Regions from separate parts of the Callithrix jacchus genome. Here region 2 is linked to region 1. A link is a contact called in public Hi-C data. All regions are on one chromosome and are shown on one strand. Each heading gives the region's core, a stretch centred on a gene start, on an enhancer-like site or on the middle of the called end of the contact. The rest is flanking DNA. Distances are from core to core; before and after follow the strand shown. Region 1 overlaps MAPT (microtubule associated protein tau). Region 2 overlaps MAPT (microtubule associated protein tau).

Region 1 (7,084 bases), core at 3,403-5,902:
AGATTTTACTTTAACTGAAACTATATACATGTGAATATTCACTCACCTGTCCTTTGACACAGGGCTCGGGCTCTGCTTGGTGTCTGGGTCACCCAGTTGAATTCCTTTGCCTATGCCACATTAATAATGCACTGTCTGGGTCTTACAATTTTAGTTTGGATTTGGGGTTTATACTGTGGAGTCATCTGAATGCAGAATCCCTCAGGAAGTTTGCTTTTTTTTTTTTCAGCGTCTTTATCATCCCATTTGGTAGGAAATAGTACTCACCTTTATGAAGTCTTTCCAAAACATTCATCTTAATTTTTTTAAAATCAGTGAATGATTTGAAGAGTTTATCTTTCCCTCTGCACCTCTACTCCATAAGCTTGCACCTTATTATTATTTTTTTTTTGAGATGGAGTTTCACTGTCACCCAGGCTGGAGTACAATTGTACGATCACAGCTCACTGCGACCTCCGTCTCCTGGGTTCAAGCAATTCTCCTGCCTCAGCCTCCTCAGTAGCTGGGACTACAGGCACCCATCATAATGCCCAGCTACGTTTTATATTTTTGCAGAGCTGAGGTTTCACCATGTTGGGCAGGCTGTTCTTGAACTTCTGACCCAGGTGATCTACCCACCTCAGCCTCCGAAAGTGCTGGGGTTACAGGCATGAGCCACCTCACCCAACCAGCTTGCCTCTTATTTAGGGTATGTGATTATTATAGCAGTATGGTGGACCCGGAAGGTTTTGAATGGGCACAGAGGACCTTTAGTAAGTGCTTGGCTGTGATAAGAGACCATCCTGACTGCAGACATCAGGCTGTGTGGCCCCCAGCCTTGCATATTTACAGAACCTTCCTGTCTTATTCTTACAGGGTATCAGGAGAACACCTACTGGGGAGACTGTTAAATAAGTAAAAGGTGGGCGTTCTCCCCGCCCATCTTCTGCCTGTCTGCCAGGACTAGCACAGCACTTTGAAGTCATTCGCATAGAATCCCAACTTAAGAGGGCATTACAAAATCCTCCCCATCAGACTGAAAATAAGTTTAAATTCCCTTTGCTATATTAACTCCCCAGAGGAGTCTCAGATCAATGTCCAACAACTAAAAACAGTTTTAAGTCAGCAAGTGAGAATTAAATCCGAAGCCATTGATAATAATGTTTGATTCATTCCTCTCCTTTGGCCCTGTCCACCCTACTGCTAAATCCAGGCATCAAAGAGAAGAGGGACATAATTATCTCTGGTCTCAGCTGCTGGTTTTCCTTCTAACCTATGGCCCAGTTTTCTGTTTTACTGGGAAGGTTGGTGATGTCTTGGGAGCTAAGTCTGCAATTTTACTACAAAAAGTCCAGGCAGGGATGCGCTTTCATCCTTGTGTCCTCCTCCCTGGGATAGCAAGGATATTAGAAGACCCCTGGATCCATAATTGCTTGTCATGTGATCTACAGATGGCACAGAATGCCAGGAACGAAGCGCTGGGAAGGACCCACTCACGGAACCATGGGATGGTGCTCCTCCCCCAGCATAAAGGACAGCTCTTTCTCCTGAATTGCAGCCAGTGTTCTAAACCAGGTGTCAGCAGGGTTGTCCTGGATCGGATCCAGTTCTGCCATTGATTTGCAGTCCATTTCAGGAGTGCCTCTTTCCAATTGTTCTTAATTGGACAGTGGCATCAAACTATTGTCTTATCTCATCCCCCTCGCATGGCCTATCCCTCAAAAAGAGACTTCTTGGGTAATTAATAATCTAAAGCCAAATGCTTAAATGCCTAAGGGAAGGTTACAACCTAATGAATCTCTTTGGTTGTATGTATAAAAATGAGGCCAGGCTCAGTGGCACACACTTGTAATCCCAGCACTTGAGGAGGCTGAGGTTGGAGGATCACTTGAAGCCAGGAGTTTGAGACTAGCCTGGCCAAAACAAAGCAAGACCCAGTCTCTACGAAAGAAAACTGAAAATCAGTGGGGTGTGATGGCATGCGTCTGTAGCCTTAGCTACCTGGGAGGCTGAAGCAGGAGGATTGCTTGAGCCCAGGAGTTCAAGGCTACAGTGAGCTATGATTGTGCCACAGCACTCCAGCCTGAGTAACACAGCAAGACCCTGTCTCTAAAATGTTTTTAAATTCTGTTTATATTTACATGTATCTAAAAGTGAATATTCACTACTTATTTGTTGCATGGATTTTTTTATACTGGGCTTGCTGAAAACCTGAGCAGCTTTCTGCTTTGACAGTGCATCAGAACTTAAGTCAGCATATGTTAATAAGCCAAGTTAAGGTTATATATTGCAAATAAAACTTTTTTCTATGACCTCCTGTTACATTGGGGCATAGCAAAATCATGGTGTAGATGCATATGAACCTGTCCCTTTCATAGTTGCTAATTGCCAGAAAACATGAGGAATAGCCGTTTGGAAGAGTCACCAGCCCTCCCACCATCAGTTTTCTGTCTTGTCTTTTCCCTGTGAGCAGGGGAAATTCCACGCTGGCCCCAATCCCCAGTGCAGCAGCTCAGCCTCTGCCTCCCTCTGCTGCTGCTCTCTGTGAGGCCGGCTTAGAAATGGAGGATTTTACAGAACATCCCTAAATCCGCTTGAATAATGGAGTGATCATTCATAAACTCACCTGAACCTTCTTAAAACCTATTTAATATTTTTCCCGGATAATCCTACGGGATAACTTGCCACCTGGGCTTCTCTCCACTGGGTTCAGTTCTTCCTTTAGTGCTGAAGTTCCTCCCTTCTTAGCATCTCAGCTGCGTCTGAGAAAAGGCCAGTGGCGACTGCGCTCTGTTCCCTGTAGAGTGTTAATAAAGACTGAATAAATTGAAATAAATCCCTTTCAATGTCACTAAAGTGCTATAAATAATCATGAACTGATGTGTGATGGCTGATGAGAAATGCAAAAAAAAGCTTTTAATCAGTGGGATTCATGCTATAAGTTGACAGTCTAGGCCAAGTTAAAAAAAAAAAAAAAAAAAAGACCTTAAAAAAGATCTTATCATTTGTTGCCAGCAAGACTGAATTCCAGAAGCGAGCCACGCCCTCATTTTGTGTGCCCTGTTACCTCTGGCGGCTTAGGGTTGCCAAGCCCTGAATTTAATTGCAGACTTCCCATTTTTCACCTAAGAGATTTTCGGCCAAGATTAAGGTTTCCCGTGCCTCCATATTTCCATCTGGGAAATGGAGATTATGCTGTCTTCCCCCTCAGAATGGACAATATTCTGGTCTGTCCTCTCTTCACATAGTCATAGAACTGAAATAAAACGAGAGAATTCCTTTGAGCTTCTCAGAATTTCTGCAGGGATGGCGGATGCTCCCAGGAGCCGAGGTCAGGTGCTGATCTGAAGTCTTTCATGGGCTGACTTTAGCCTGATCTGAAATAGTATAGCTGCTGCCACCTGGCTCCCTTAGCACCAGTCAGATGGTGCAGCTGGTTCCTGGGGTGAGGGCTCAGCCAGCAGGGTCCATGCCCAGGAGGGATGCATGGGTGGCCACAGTCCAGCCTGCACTGATCTTGTCTGTCCCCTTCTTTAGAAGGAAGGAGACCCAAACCAGGGTGCAAGATAGTGGGTGAGGGGGCCTTGAGCATGACCACAAGTGATTTCCAGCCCCTGCCAGTGCTGACTTCTCCGGGGAAGGGCTGGGACTTCCTTCTTGGCTCAAGTCACAACCCTTGGATGGAATTTCCTGGGTGCTTTTCCGTTTTTTCCGGAGTTTTCAGTTTCTTCCTAATCAGACAGGGATTTGGTACAGAATCTCATATTCTAATTATGCCTAGGAGCAGCCTCTCCCGGCCACTCACAGTGTTTAGCATGTGACAGGAATCGATTAAGGCAAGAGTGATTAAATTAAAGCCAGGCGTTGACTTGGATGGTGAAATATTCTGATGATTGTTTGGTGGCAAAGGCACAGTGAAGGCTCGTTAATTGAACTGCTTGCACCTGGAATTTGAACTGAGCAGGAGTGGGGCTGAAGTCAATTTGCCTTCACCCTATGAATGGAGGGTTTCTCTGGAGTGTGGATGCTGGGAGGTCAGGGTATATGTGTAACCCCAGCCTGACAATGGCCCATCTTTTCTCCAGCGTGGCCAGGTTTGGGTGCCAGTTCTGGGCGTCCAGTGGCCCCATAGCCTTGCGTTTTAGTAAAATGCTGCCCCCCATTACTGCCTTCGGTCCACTCCCCTTCGGTCACTGGAATCTGCCATCTTTCAGTCCCCAATATGGCAAATCGTGGAGCCTTAAACTCTTCTCCTCCCTCTGCCTCTTGGAACAGACCCGTCAATATCTTCCAGGCATTACTTCAGTCTGCCCTCTCTCTTTCCAGTCACATTCTCACCGTAATAAAATGAGTTTAGGCCTTATCACCTCACCCTCGGATCCTTATGGAAACAGTAATGAGTTGTTCCCTGTTTCAGTTCCAAAATTCATACCCAATCCGTCTTGCATGCCATTGCCAAATTCTTCCCAGAGCAGCCCTGTCACCCGCCCTTGCCCTCTCCAAGTGTGGTCCTGCCATGAGCATCGCCTGCTAAGCCAAGCTGGCCTTGAGCTGCCAGCCCAGGTCCCCACGCCTCAGCTCACCTCCCAGCCCAGTCCCACCTCCCGCTTCTCACCAGCCTGCCCCATGGCTCCTTCGTAGACGCCGTGCTCTTTCTGCCCCTTGCCCACCCATGGCAGCCTTTCCCCTCTCTCCCTGCCCCACCCCCTATTTCAATCGCCCTGACCTTCCTCAGTCTCTGTCCTCCCTGAAGCCTTCCCCAGCCTGGGCACTCGAGCTCCAGAGACTACATGTTTCCTCTTACCTGTGGCAGCGCTGTGCTCCCCAGCGCCTCAGTTTCCCTGCTTCCTGTGTAGGACTCATCTGACCACAAGCTGCACATCCTGTGAGGGCAAGGACTGTGTCTTACATGACTTTGCTTCGCCAGTCACAGAGCTGGGCGCAAACGTAGCTCAAAACCCTCTTGATTAACACAGTTGGATGCTGAGAAATCAAACAGGCTAATGTCAAATGAGCTTTCCTTATTTAAATCAAGTCAGTCCTCCACCTACTAGTACTCAGTTCCAGTACTCTGTACTTGGAAATAATAAAAACCACATTTCCTTTAAAATATTCTATAATTGTTCCTTTGCCCTACTTCAGACCAACTTAACACACTCCCCATTGGTCCAGATGGGTTTTGCTATACAAAGATGCTGATAATAATAGGAGCAGAGGATTATTCTTCTAAAACCATTGCCTCATTTAATCCTCAGTCCCAACGAGGCGGGGATTATTATCCTCATTTTGCAGAGAAGCAAACTGAGGCTCAGAGACTTCACAGCTAGGGAGACAGCCAGATCACGCCTCTGTCCAGGCCCAAGCCCTCCCCACTTGCCTTCCTGCCTCTGCAACCCCAGAGCATCCCCCATCTGGATCCACTCATTATGCTAGTTGTGCAGGAGCCAAATGACATGTCTTTAGTGCTTAGGACTGGAGAAGCCGTGCCCTCCAGCCTCTGTGAATGGGTCATATGTAACATGAGCCTGGAGAAATGATCTGAAACTGAAGGCAAGCCTCTAAACCAGGCTGCTGCTTCATGGCACCAGTGACGGCAGAACCAAATTTAGTGCTGTGGGCAGGTCTACACTTATCAAATGGAGAAGCTCATTTTTCTTCCAGCTCATGTCAAGCATGAAAAATGTTCACACACAGCCCCCACACATGTTTTCCAGAGAGAGGGGTCCATGTGGCTAGAGGCTGGAAAATGTGGATGAGAGGAGCCTGGCGTGCAAGCCCAGGGAAGATGGCATTCACCTTCCCAGACAGTGTCTACAGGGAGAAGTTTAATTAAAAGTGAGACTGTTTCCCTGAGCAAGGCAGACAAGGTCAGCCCTCTACTGTTAAGAAAAAGGGTTTTTCACAGTGGCCGAGTGAGGTGGCTCACGCCTGTAATCCCAAGCCCTTTGGGAGGCTGAAGTGGGTGGATCACGAGGTCAGGAGTTTGAGATCAGCCTGACCAACATGGTGAAACCCCATCTCTACTAAAAATACAAAAATTAGCCATGCTAATTACATGTGTGGTGTCACATGCCTATAATCCCAGCTACTCAGGAGGCTGAGGCAGGAGAAGCGATTGAACCTGGGAGGCAGAGGTTACAGTGAGCCAAGATCATGCCACTGCACTCCAGCCTAGGTGACAGAGCAAGACTCTGTCTCAAAAAAAAAAAAAAGAAAAGAAAATGGGTTACAGTGAGAGGGGAGGTGGGGAGACTGAGTCTATATTTACAAGTCTGTTGGGCTACACTGCCTGATGCCCCTTCCTCAAAAATCCACTTTACTTTCCCCATGTTTACAGCAAAGTGATTTGTACTCTGAGACCAGGAAAAGAGGGAGTGATGGGGAACAGAGATGGGAGTCGCTCACACAGCTGAGGCTGGGGTTATGCATATCGAGTTACTTAGAATTTGCAACCTCACAGGGTACTTTTATGGCATTGAAATACACTTCCCACAGCCACCCTCCCTCTAACTAAAAGCAAGAGTCATTTCTCAGTTCTGGCCTTGCCTCCTACCTTCTCTGCCACATTTTAGAAAATCCACCAGCTACAAAGCGAAGAAACCATATGTGAGATCCCACCCTAGTTTCTGTTTTGTTGAGGTTTGGAGCAGGTGGAGCAGGCACAGGGATCATTTCAGTCTCTAAATTGTATTAAGGGTGAGTACTGAGTCATTCTTCAAGAAAAGTCTTAAAAGTACATGAAGCTGAAAGGTGCGGTCACCTGGAGACAGCATCGTCAACCTGGCCCTGAGCATGGCCTGTAGAGGCCCCCATGGATCCCTTGGGAGCTGCAGAGTGTGGGCATCTTGGCGCACAGCCCTGGGTGCAAAATTAGGACCGGGCAGAGGGCATCTCTCTGTCACCATTGGGCAGCCGAGGGCACACTGGTCACATCTGTACCCTGGGTGTAGGGTGCTCATGGTCTAAGGCGACGGCCACATGATCAACACCTGGACCCCATGAACACTTGGGATAACCTGGCTTTTTGGATACACAAATATTGATCCAATCTGGACTAATTAGAAGGTCAGTCCCAATAAAAAAATCTCAGCTGGGCACAGTGGCT
Region 2 (7,084 bases), core at 2,522-5,021, 34 kb after region 1:
AGGGCACTGAGCAGGACCCATTTGCCAGAGTCTCTAGCTATAGACAGAAAAAGTTTCTGTCAATCAAAGAAGACGAAAATAGAATGAGTGCCCTCAAAAGGTAATGAGCTCTCTGTCACTAGAGGGATTCCCAAAGAGCTAGGTAACCACTTTAGGTGCTATCAGGGGACTTTTTTCTTTAAAGTCCTTTCCAAAAGCATCTGAGGTTGCATAAACAATGGGAAGCCACCTTGGTGTTTTAATTCAGACTCTCCCCAGTGATGAGGTTTGAACCAAAGCCAGATTGACAAGCAGAGAGGAGACTCGTATACAAGGAGTTCCTCGGGTCAATTGCTTTTTCCTTGTTCCGGCTAGCCAGAGGGCTTCAGTTGGAGAACAGGAGACTGGGGAGGCTGAGGCCTGACCAAACCAGACTCTTCAGGCCAGCTGGGAGGCCACAGCTCTCACCTACACGAAAACTGAAGGCCATCTCTATTTTTAGATTGAGCAAAAGGAAATAAATTTAAGTTTGAGCCTCCTTTGCAACTGTCAGGAAACATCTTTATTGAGATGATCATTCACATTCCATAAAATTCTCCCACTCTGAGTTACACTTCAGCAGTTTTAGTCTTCCTTGATGATTCTGATGGTCTTTTCTTAAGGCTCTTGGAAGACCCAGAAGCCTCTCAGACACAGGCAGGTGTGGCGGGCACAGCACTGAGGCTGACTCCTTATTTCCTGGGTCTCCCCCTTAATGACTCTCAGACACTCCTCCTTCCCCACGCCCCTGGCTTCCACCCTGGGTAGAGTTTTGCCATTTTCCAAGCCAAACTTCATTTCCTCTTCTGTGTCTACACACTCTGTGCTTCTTTCTTGCCAGCTTTTTCTCCTTTGTGTGCTCATTCCCCATCCATCCCTCCCTCCCTCCCTTCCTTCCCTCCTTCCCTCCTTCCCTCCTTCCCTCCTTCCTTCCAGGTATGTGACTAATTTCTGTTTCTGGACATAAATGTCCAGGCTGTTCTCTGACTGTTCTGTTGAATAATGGACATTTGGCATTGAGAGGGGCTGCTTTTTCTGAAATCGTGTTCTTGGAGCCCAGAACCTAGGTGTGTATTTCTGACTTTGTCCATCCGAATTCTGACGTGTCCATTTAAATTGAGCCAGACCCACAGGGCACCGAGGGACAGATCTTCAATGGAATGTGACTCTGTTACATGGGCATTTTGTTTCGTCAAAATGGGAACATATTTATTGCTTCTTATCTGATTGTAAACATAATCCATGTCTATGAAACAGTATAATGAGAGAAAAATGTAGACACTAATAAGAGAAAATCTCCCTAATTATATTTTTCTTCTCAGAGAAAGCTCTTGTTGGGCATATATGCTCTAGGGTGTTTTTTTTAAACTACACATATATATTCTTGTTTATAAAAATCCTGTACATGCACATTTCTGTAACGACTGTTTTCACTTGATGATGCATGGACCTCTCTAGACCAGCATGTATGTTTTTTCCTCCTTACAAAGCAGTTGGCTTCACACAGGGTGCACCAGGACATGGTTTTGGCTCTGTCCCCAGGGTGTCACGGGACTAGGGGATGATCTCACAGGGTCTGCCATCTGCCCTGCCTGGCCGGAGACTGCATCAAGAGGGCCAAGGGGCACCACGTGTCATGGGTACTGTCAAACTAGAGCCTTTAGAGCCTTCCACAGTCTTTCTTTTGCTTCCCAGCATTGCTTCCTCCTGGCGGGCTCCGAATCTAGAACTAGTTCTAGGCACCTCTCAAACTCAGATGGGGGCTGGGGCATTATTAGAATGCAAATCTAGGCAAAGCCCTCCCAATACCAGGATCCAGAATGGGGTGGGCCCTTTGCCCTGAAAAGCTGTTTAGTTTGAAAATACAAACAGGAGACAGAAAGGCTTGGCTAAATTAACGAATGATAAGGTTTTAACGATGGTAAGCAAGTAGGGTTCATGGACAGCCAGCGACAGTTCTAAACACTTGGCATGCATTAACTCATCTAATCCCCACATTTTACAGATAATACAAAGGCTCTGGGAGGTTGAATGACTTACCCAAAGTTGCACAGCTCCTAAGTGAAGGATTTGGAGTGGACTCCAGGCAGCCTGGTCTGACACCTGCACTACTCTGTATTTATCTCTGGCCCTGATGCCACCATGCAGAAGTGTCTGGGGGCACTTTGTCTCTGTCAAAGAGAAAATTCCGAGATGGGTAAGCCTGCCCTGCTGTAGCACTTCTCTTTTTTTGAGACAGAATCTTACTCTGTTCCCCAGGCTGGGGTGCAGTGGTACAATCTTGGCTCACTGCAATCACCACCTCCCAGGTTCAAGTGATTCTTGTCCCTCAGCCTCTTGAGTACCTGTGATTACAGGCATGTGCAACCACGCCTGGCTAATGTTTTTGTATTTTTAGTAGAGTTGGTGTTTTGCCGTGTTGACCAAGTTGGTCTTGAATCTCTGGCCTCAAGGGATCTGCCCACCTCAGCCTCCCACAGTGCTGGGATTGCAGGTGTGAGTCACTGTGCCCGGCAGTGTGGCACTTCTTACATGTGTTCCGCAGACAAAGTTTATCTTCTGTCCCTCCAAGACAGGGCTGAGCTCAGGTCACTTGTTACTGGTGGACAACTGCTGATTTCCAGCAGAATTACCATCCTCCTCTCCCCTGCGCCTTTCAGAGTGTGCCCTCAGACTCAAAAATTAGAAGTGAAAACGTCTTAAAAACGATTACCTTTTCTTCCTAATCTTCCTCTCCCTCCTGTCTTCCTTGTTGTCTCCATCTAATGAAATATCATGGCAAAAAGAGCCCATTTCTAGCCATTTTCTGTGGCCTTTCAAACCCCTACCTACCCCACTGCTCCTGGGTGCGTTTCCCGAAAGCCAAGACTTTAGTGCAGAAAGTGCCAGGCCCTCTGTCCCCTGGATCACCTTTCTCATCTTCCCTGTGCTTGCCTGTCACATTGTCTGGGCACCAGTGCTGGAAGGAAGGAGGAACAGACTCTGGTTCTCATTTTGAAGTTTGCCTTCATTCCGCCACTTCCACAGAAGTTGCCCTTTGTTTCCCTCCTCTCCAAGGCTGGCTCAGAGCTGCCCCTCACCTCTTCCTGCTGTCACCCCACCTCCATCAGGGCAGAGATTGGGACAAAGGCTCTTCTACTGGCTCCTGCTGTTCTCCCTCAGGTCCAGCCTCCTCTCCTCTGTCTTCAGGAGTCTCTCTCTCCAGCTCCCTCGTCATGACTTTAGCACCTCACGTCAGTCCAGAACATCCCTGCTTGTTAAAATGCCACCTTTCCCATGCATTCTTTCCAGTAACACAGCCACCCACTGAGACAGGAGTGTCATCATCACCATGTTTCAAATGAAGAATCTGCAGTTCAGAGAGGGCAAGTGACTGGCCCAGCCTCATCAGCTAGCCAGTGGACCCCTTACTAAGCCCAGGGTTTCTGACTCCTGTCCAGGCTCCTTTCCCACCCAGATCCACAGAGAGAACCAAGCCAAGAACAGGTATCCCTCAGGAAGACATGAAGCCAAAGCCTCCACCTCCAAACCCAGGGGCCCAGGGAGTCCAGGCACTCATCCACTCACAAGGCTGGACATGGTGCCTTCCAGGAGAGGGATTGGGGGTGAGTGGCCTCTTGTGCACCTGTTGGGGATAGATACGCATGTGGCGTCCCCACACCATGAGGCCTGGCTTCATGGGTGAGCTCCAGGTCCAAGGAGAAGCCAAGCAGGGAGCCTCCCCAGCCCCTGCTGTGAGGCTGAGGCAGTGCATCGTTCCCAGGGTACCTTCACCAGTCTAGGTAGCCGCCGATGGAGGAGCAGGTACTTCCGAGAGCCCACAGTGCTCTTTGGCCAGTGGCCCAAGGGAGGCTCTGAGAGGCCTTGTAGCACCTAGAGGTGCTGCTGAGGCAACAGCCTGACTATAAGGAGGCCCATTTATCCTCAGAGAGTGGCCATGACGCTGCTGCGACAGCCCCACCAGCCCTCCCGCTTTTTGACTTCCCACTGTAAAGCGGAACTCTCCAGCAAGTCACCTCTTGTCAGACTCTGTCCCCACTCTCTCTGGGTCCGCTTGAGATTCCTCAGCCTCATGGGCCTTAGTTTTCCCAGCTATAAAATGGAGCAGAGAGGGCCTGTGTACCCGCAAAGGTGCTGTTGGAGTGGCTCCTCCCACATTAGGGCTCAAGTGGGGTTTCGTGATTGGTTGGTGGAGGTCTCCAAAGCCATCCAGTGCCCCTGAAGGCTGGGACTGCAGATTCAATGCCACGGGTGTCCTTCCTCGGCCTGGCAGCTGCACGTCAGGTGTAAAATGGGGATAACAGGCTAATAACAGTGCCTTACACCTATGTGGATGTGAGGATTAAACAAGATAAATGTGTAGCAGTGCCTGGCTAGAGAAATATTTATTCCTGCTATTAAGGGAAGAGTATACATGGCAAAAAAGGAGGGGAAGATGTCAAAGCCAGCCCCTCCCCTCTCTAGCATATTTAAGGGTAATGTTGAGTTGGTTTGTGGACCATTTGCTGCCTGTTAGAGCTGGAAGGTAGGGACCCCCTCTCAACAATAATGCTAGAAGTTATACCTACTGGAAGTCAACCAAAAGATAAGGCTTACTAGCTGGATGCAGTGGCTCATGCCTATAATCCTAGCACTTTGGGAGGCAGAGGCAGGTGGATCACTTGAGATTAGGAGTTTGAGACCAGCCTGGCCAGCATGGTGAAACCCCATCTCTACTAAAACTTCAAAAATCAGCCAGGCATGGTAGCGCATGCCTGTAATGCCAGCTATTCAGGAGGGCTGAGGCAGGAGAATCAATAGAACCCAGGAGGCGGAAGAGGTTGCAGTGAGCCGAGATTGCGCCACCGTACTCTGGCCTGGGTGATAGAGGGAGACTCCGTTTTAAAAAAAAAAAAAAAAAAAAAATCAAAGCTTGCTAATACCAGCACATCGTTAAGGGGATACAGTAGGCTGCAGAACGACTGGTGTAGTATGGTGCCACGCAGGGAAAATGCCGTGTGTGCGTAGGAGAGGTGTCTGGAGGATGTGCCCTAAGATGTTAGAGCCATTCCTTTGCTTTTTCCTTTTATAATTTTGTATCTGACTTTTAAATAAAGGCCATGAATCACTTTTATAAAACACATTCTCTCCAAGCCCTACTACTCCTTTAAGGAATAAGATGGTTTGTCCAAGACAGGCAGTTTTTTTGCTCTTGTTTTTTTTGGCTCTGACATCAGAGGAAACTCAGTGTCATCTACTTGGGGCTCTGGGTTCAGGGGATTCATTTCAGGTAGATTAAAGTGGTGACCAGGGACATTTGTGCACACACAGAGGGACAGGAGCACCATCGGTTTGTCTCTCACAACCGCTGCCATCTTTACTGAAGACTGTTGCCCAATCAGAAAAAGTATCAGGCCAGGCACAGTGGCTCACACTTGTAATCCCAGCACTTTGGGAGGCCGAGGCAGGCAGATCACTTGAGGTCAGGAGTTCGAGATCAGCCTGGCCACCATGGTGAAACCCTGTCTTTACTAAAAATACAAAAATTAGCCAGGCCTGGTGGCGGTTGCCTATAGTCCCAGCTACTCAGGAGGCTGAGGCAGGAGAATCACTTGAACCAAAGAGGCACAGGTTGCAGTGAGCCAAGATTGCACCACTGCACTCCAGCCTGGGGAACAGAGCAAGACTCTGTCTAAATTTAAAAAAGTATCAAAAATGAGGTAGTTTTTAGAACTACTATAGTTCTGAAAACAAAGTCCATCCAAGTATGACAGATTTTAGAAGCACTGTTGGCTATTCCAGTAATTAAACGGAGGAGAGAAGCTTTTAGTTAAAACAAACAACAACAACAAACCCAGAAACCTTCGGTTGGAACCAAATTGTCCTCTCAGACACAGTCTGGGAGTTTTCTCATGATGGTGGGCATTGGCCAACTGACATCAACCGCAGCCATCCGTGTGCACAAAGCAGCAGCACCTCCCAAAAAGCGGCTTTCATCCATGCCCTTATACAATCAGTGATTATTCTCTTTGGATTGAGGCCCAGAATTATTTCAGTTTCTTCTCGCCAGCATGAGTCTTTCCTTTCTGTACGCTCCTTATCTTCTCTCTCTTTAATTTGGCAGTTCTGCTCGAAATCTAGGTCTTTCATTAGTAGTAGTGCAATTTGGGTCCAGAACATTCTGTGGTGTGATGTGGCCACAAGCTCACACTTCAGAGCTCCTCAGGGGCCAATCTTACCGAGCACCTCCCACTGGCTGCCTGTATGCTGGGCACCTCTTGTGGTGGGCAGGAGAAAGAAGGGGACACAAAAGGAGACACAGCTCCTTCTTAGAAGCTCAAAGCTGGGGACCAACTATACAGAAAAGTGTCTTTAGCATCCAAGACACCAAGATCCAGCCTCACAAGGGTGTTTATTAAGCCTTCTCAGCTCTTTCTTTTTCTTTTTCTTTTTTTTTTTTCAGATAGAGTCTCATTCTGTCGCCCAGACTGGAGTACAGTGGCACAGTCTCAGCTACTGCAACCTCCACCTCCTGGGCTTAAGCGATTCTCCTGCCTCAGCCTCCCCAGTAGCTGGGATTGCAGGTGCCCACCACCACACCCAGCTAATTTTTGTATTTTTAGTAGAGACAGGGTTTCACCATGTTGGTCAGGGTGTGGTCTTGAACTCCTGACCTCAGATGATTTGCCCACCTTGACCTCCCAATGTGCTGGTATTGCAGGCATGAGCCATCACACCCAGTCTGCTGTTGCTTCATGTCAACTTAGACAGAGGTTCTCATCTAAGCTCCAAGTTTCCACTTCCATTTTCCTCAACTTTCCCCTTAACCCCTCCACATTCTCTCAAAATCACCTCACTTCTAAAAAATACTTTTTCTTTTAAATTTCAAATGATCTATACTCATTGAAATAAATCAAAATAGCATAGAATAAGCAAAAAATGAATCTCCCCCTTCCCCCACTCCCATTCCCTAGGGCTAACCATAGTTAACCATTTAATTACTAGGGGTTTTTTTTTGGTTGTCATTTATTTATTTATTTATTTTGAGACAAGAGTCTCACTCTGTTGCCCAGGCTGGAGTGCAGTG

Evidence for each region. Hi-C and Micro-C count contacts between places; a contact is called where the count stands out from the background.
Region 2: a Hi-C map of skeletal muscle shows a contact between it and region 1, with 6 times the contacts expected there. The contact joins two enhancer-like sites. A contact is called at or near these places in 2 of 3 Hi-C or Micro-C datasets (both in skeletal muscle).

What each region holds. Positions count from the first base shown.
Region 1 is chr5:86,645,294-86,652,377 of calJac240_pri, forward strand. All of the region lies in intron 1 of MAPT (microtubule associated protein tau), which reads left to right. Among named protein-coding and RNA genes, the nearest start is that of MAPT, 11 kb to the left of the region's middle. Within about 2 kb of position 4,653, at least 5 of the 16 cell types and tissues checked have an H3K27ac peak or open chromatin away from gene starts, as enhancers often do. A contact at or near this core is called in skeletal muscle, where this site is marked.
Region 2 is chr5:86,679,955-86,687,038 of calJac240_pri, forward strand. All of the region lies in intron 1 of MAPT (microtubule associated protein tau), which reads left to right. Among named protein-coding and RNA genes, the nearest start is that of MAPT, 46 kb to the left of the region's middle. Within about 2 kb of position 3,772, at least 5 of the 16 cell types and tissues checked have an H3K27ac peak or open chromatin away from gene starts, as enhancers often do. A contact at or near this core is called in skeletal muscle, where this site is marked.